Linked DNA regions of Rattus norvegicus: region 1 is linked to region 2. Evidence: chromatin contacts called from public Hi-C data. All regions are on one chromosome and are shown on one strand. The core of a region is the stretch at or near the end of the contact, and the rest is flanking DNA. Distances in the headings are between cores, read along the strand shown.

Region 1 (2,704 bases), core at 166-2,665, 66 kb after region 2:
ACACAAGTAATGTTTTTCCGAGTATAGGCTGCTGACAGGCAAGTCTCAAGGCTTGATATTTTCTCTCTCTTCCTCCCCCCCCCCCCCCTCTCTCCCTCTCCCGTGTCTCCACTCTCCTGGGCACCCTGCACTCTCCTGGTGCTCTCCTTTTTTCCTGCCCTCCTACATCCCCACACAACTCTTGGCCTCTAACTTGCCCCAGTCTTTTATTGTTACTCCAGAAGCAGGTAGAAAGAGAGACATTGTATAATCATTACCAGATGTGTCAAGTTCAAAAGAAGGACCACATTCCCCCCCAAAGAATTAAGAATTACCATTGTTCCCCCAAAGTTTCAAGCTTCCCCTGTTTCCAGGGCCGTGGCCAAAATAATAATTGCAAACTTGTCATTATTTAAACTTTAACTTTTGACTTATTATACTTCAGAGCTCAAAATTCCGAGGTCAGCTACATGGGGTTTCCTGGTGAAGCTCTAATGATAAATGACATGGGCAAAGCTGCCAGGCAGAAAAGAATCAGGTTAATCCTTAACTCAGCAGTTCGTAAGCACCTACTTCTGTATGTTGCACACAATGAATCTAAGAGTCCCAGTGTTCTGACTTAGTTTTACTAGTATAGAATTTTATATGTTCTCTATCTTCTTTCAGGAGTCTAATTTTACTTGCTGTCCATACATATTCCAAGGAGGCCAGGAACCACTCTCAAGTGTTGCAGAAAACTCATTTCATAACTTCAATACCATTTTCCTTTCTCAGGGTCCCAATATTGGCTCTGATTCATTTTCCTAATTTATTTCTAGACATAGTTTCTTCAAACTTTATTTGCAAGTCAAACATTAATCCAAAACTACCATTGTGCGGTTATTACATTATTCCGAAAATGAGAGTTCACAGCATGCACCTGGGCCATCAGGACCGTGCTGTGCTGCCTCCCCTATGTCTCAGTTTTTGATTGTTTACCAGTCATTCATTGTATATAATTATGCACACCAAGGCCAACTGAAAAGCAGTCACACACAAATGAAATCTATACAGCTTTTGTCCAGGGCTAAGGTCAGGAGACATGGGAACAACTTTTTAACAAATGAGCTGCCCTTGGGCTTCTGAGAGGTCACCATCCAGGCCTACTTCCGCTAGTTGCTTATTTCTGATGGCGGATCCCCCCCCCCCCCCCCCCCCCCGCCGGATGTGTTTCCTACTTCTCAGGGTCCCAGGCACCATCCATGTCATGGTATGCTGTCCTCAGCATTTAGGGATTCGGGGCGCTGGGATTCCAGTGCTGAATTGGTGTGTAAATTTCATGAAGGGCACTGTATGGGCAAACAACTACAAAAATGCATGCCCAGCCTGTGTCTGAAAACAGCCCACAGAAAACCTAGGACAGAAATGGGGAGGAAGCAGGGAGGCGTTTAATTGCTCCCTCTAGTGGAAGGATTGGCAACATGCAGGAGGAACTCTCTGTGACCTTTCCGGGCTCTGCTGGATTTCATTTGGGAAAGCTGATATAAACAATTCCATTTTCAGCTGGGTATCTTCCACTCTTGTCTCTCAACAACCTCCTCCCTTCCCCAAGCACGGTTGATTAATCATCCTTTTCTCTGGCCTCTCGTGGCAGGTGACCCACGGAGCATGGAGGAGGCAATGGCTGAATGGAGTCTGTTACAAAAACAAAGCACAAACCATTTTGGTCACATTTGAACAACATAAGGCAACGTTTAGTAAGAGTGACCCCTAAAATACAAAGGTGCATGCCACAGGCCTGGCTACTTTGCAGGAGATTATATAATTATTTTTCAATCAAAAGCATGCATGTGTAAATTGTCTTATAAGTATGCTTTGCAAATGGCTTATATTTAGGTATTATAAATAAGTATATATTAGAGCTGGAGAGATGGCTCAGTGGTTAAGAGTGCATACTGGTCTTCTTGAGAACCCACATTAAGTAGTTCATAACTACTAGCACCACAGAACCCAACACTCTCCTTTGGCCTTCATAATGTGTGCACGACGTGCGCACGCACAGACACACAGACACACAGACACAGAGAGAGAGAGAGAGAGAGAGAGAGAGAGAGAGAGAGAGAGAGAGAGAGAGAGAATGCTTAACAAAAACCAAACAGTTTGGCCCAGCAATGTGGCTTAGAAGTTAAAGGTGTTTGCCACACAATTTTCCCAACCTGGTTCAATCCCCAGAATTCACATGAGGTGGATAAAAAGACTGATTCTACAAAGTTTCTATCTTCCCTCTACACACTTGCCATGGCTTGCATGTTTCCACAGGTACACTTCCAAAACTAATCCCCCAAGACAAGTTAATAAAAAGTTATTTGTAGAACCAGTTTAATATGTCCCTTACATTAAATCTTAATTTTAAATTTATTTTGAGGTGAGAGTGAATAAAGCAAGGTTGTATTTACAGGCATACAACGAACAAGAGTGACACGTCCGGGGCTGGGGATTTAGCTCAGTGGTAGAGCGCTTACCTAGGAAGCACAAGGCCCTGGGTTCGGTCCCCAGCTCCGAAAAAAAGAACCAAAAAAAAAAAAAAAAAAAAAAAAAAAAGAGTGACACGTCCACTGCTTCCTCATTGGTATGGTTGGTGAACCCAGAGTCCTTCTTTGTGCCTTAAATCTGCTTTTAAGAACATGAAAGATAGCCAGACATGGTGGTACATGCCTTTCTTTAATCCCAACACTTGGGAGGCTGC
Region 2 (2,700 bases), core at 101-2,600:
TCCCTGTTGGTTTTTATTTTGGGACAGGATCTCACTTTATGCTCTGACTAGCCTGGAACCTGCTTTGTAGACCAAACTTCATTGACTTCACAGAGATCTACCTGCTTCTGTCCTGCTGAGTGCTGGGATTAAAGGCATGGGCCACCGTGCCAGGCAATTTGGTTTCTGAAAGAGTTTTCTTAATAATGTTCACAAATTTGTGTAAGTAGAGTGATCTTTCTTTCCTCTCTCTCTCTTTTTTCCTCCCCTTCAAGAAACTGTGTAGATCTAAATGGCCTGGAATTTGCAGCCTCAAACTTGTGGAGATCTTCCTGCTTCAGCCTCTCCTATGCTGCGATTATGAACATATGCCAGCCACGACCCTGGGCGTCTTTTGAGGCAGAGCCTGGTTTGTGTGTCACGGTGTCTCCTGATGTTGGTAGTTCCTAACAAGAACCCTGAGGCCCACTGAGAACATAGTTTGATGAATCAGTCTGTCTGCATTTTAGGCTTAAACACTATCTTATAGTAAAGACAAACTAGATCCATTCTTGTTTGTGATTAATCCTCTGTTTCTCACTGATTGGGCTATGCCCCACTGGTACCCTTAACTACAAATGGTTTTATGTGTTCCAAGAAATGGCAACTATGTTTTCGATTTAAAACCATCTTGTTAACCCTACTTTTGTTTCAAAAGGTTTTTCTGTATGACTACCTTCTTTTTTTTTTTTTTTTTTTTGGTTCTTTTTTTCGGAGCTGGGGACAGAACCCAGGGCCTTGCACTTCCTAGGTAAGCGCTCTACCACTGAGCTAAATCCCCAGCCCCTTATGACTACCTTCTTAAGACCACCTTGCAATCATGACTTTGTCTCAGGAGGTCATTAGGAACTAACTTATTAGTCTGCTCCAATTATAGTTCTGCTCCTGTAACCCCACCTGGTAAATCCATTTGGAACACCCCTCCTACCCCCTGAGCTATAAAAACCTTGTCTTCATGTCCAATGCTGCCTTCCCAAATGCTGCCTTAGGGGAAGGCAGCTCCTGTACACGAATAAAAAAGCTTGCTTCAATTAACTGATTGCTTTAATTAATTTGGCCATGACGACTTGGATCAGTGGTCTTTCTCATTATCTTTGGCCTCAAATATTTGGGATTTACAGGTTCCCCTACCCTTTTCAGGCTGCTATGGTGTGAGACCACAATTTTTCTAATTTTCAATCTTTATGAGGTCATTCTCTACAAAACAAGGCTGGTCTGACTAGACTTTCCACAGGACGACGCATTCCTGGTCTCCATGACAACGCACTCGGACTTTCCGGGTCCGAAAGGCAAGCCTCGGACTGCGCATGCGTGCAGGCAGCCGGCGTTTGAACTCCGAGGCTTCCGTAGGGCCAAGGATGGCGGCCGCACTGCTGCGAGAGTTGGGTAAGTCTTATGGCTTTCTCAGAATTTAGGGTTGAAGCGGTAGTGAGAATCAAAGTTGACAGCTCGTACTCGTGTTGCAGGTGCACTGTGGGTACCTAACCTGAGGATCTGGACAACTCAGATGCTGCGGTAAGTGTTCTGCCACGAAAATTCTAGCAAGCTGTGTCTGGTCTGCATCCCTCAGAGTGCCCTTGTGTGCCAAGCGGTGCTTTAGGCCTCAGGTAGAGGGCGGTCCGGCCCAAGAGTGCTTTGTAACCCTGTGAGGACTGTTGGCTCCGAGGGCTCCTCTCAGTGTTTTCTGAACAGCCTCTCCCCATTCCATGGCCACAGTTCGACTCTTCCACGTTGTGTGATATACCAACAAATAAACATTCCTAGTTATTTCTCTGTTCACTTACCGTGGTCAAGGACTGTTTGGAAACTCGACGCTTGCCTGACATTGTATACTCTACGGTGTTGTTTCTCAGCGCCTCAGACAACTGTTTTGAACCTTTTGCTCTGTAGAGCATTATGGAGCCTCTCGAGAAAACTGTTTGAGTCTCTTGACATAGGTCAGTCTGACTTCCGCTTACCAATCAGATTCTGGGATCCCAGGCCATGCAACGTGCTAGGAGACAAGCGGCCCTGTATAGAGATTAAGGAATACAGTTGAGTTGGCCTGGATCCATAGGGTACATAGGGAGTTTGGATTGCATATATAGCACTTGCAAATTAATTGCTTCGTTTGGAGTAATATTTTGATTTAATTTAATTATGGCAGTCTGGTATTTGCTTGATTCAGTTTAAGACCCATTTCAGTCTTGAGTATTCCTAAAACCTGTAACTATTCATAAAACTGTCACCACTAGTTCTGGGCATACTTATTTTATCAAACATCACATTAATTGCCAAATCTGTATTGGGGTTTTGAGAAATGCAAGGCACGGGGTTGGGGATTTAGCTCAGTGGTAGAGCGCTTGCCTAGCAAGCGCAAGGCCCTGGGTTCGGTCCCCAGTTCCGAAAAAAAAAGAAAAGAGAAATGCAAGGCACTGCTGCATAAGGGCTGATAGTCAGACAGACAGACACACAGACAGTATGTACTTCGGAAGAAATCTCATTTAATAGTTTGTCATAGTGACTTAGGATCGAAGTCAAAGCTCGTGGTTCTGTCATCCTGCTGTGAGTGATGATATACAACGATGTTAGAGGCCTTAGAGACGTGGTCTCTTTCCTCTTTCTTACATATATGAAAACCAAGGCCCAAAGAAGTGACAGTGAGCCCACTGGCTTTAACTGTGTAGAAACGTACACACGCAT

Evidence for each region. Hi-C and Micro-C count contacts between places; a contact is called where the count stands out from the background.
Region 1: a Hi-C map of Schwann cells shows a contact between it and region 2, with 5 times the contacts expected there. The contact joins the enhancer-like site here to the promoter of Mrpl22 in region 2. A contact is called at or near these places in 12 of 12 Hi-C or Micro-C datasets (the A7r5 cell line, the Rat2 cell line, Schwann cells and 7 more) and 1 of 1 datasets of contacts at active chromatin or transcription factors (oligodendrocytes).

The regions. Positions count from the first base shown.
Region 1 is chr10:42,910,511-42,913,214 of GRCr8, forward strand. No RefSeq gene overlaps it. Among named protein-coding and RNA genes, the nearest start is that of Irgm2, 22 kb to the left of the region's middle. Within about 2 kb of position 1,416, at least 16 of the 93 cell types and tissues checked have an H3K27ac peak or open chromatin away from gene starts, as enhancers often do. A contact at or near this core is called in Schwann cells and liver, where this site is marked.
Region 2 is chr10:42,844,560-42,847,259 of GRCr8, forward strand. Mrpl22 (mitochondrial ribosomal protein L22) reads left to right here and starts at 1,351. Exons shown (of 7, transcript NM_001105781.1): 1 at 1,351-1,404; 2 at 1,485-1,533. The coding sequence starts at 1,377.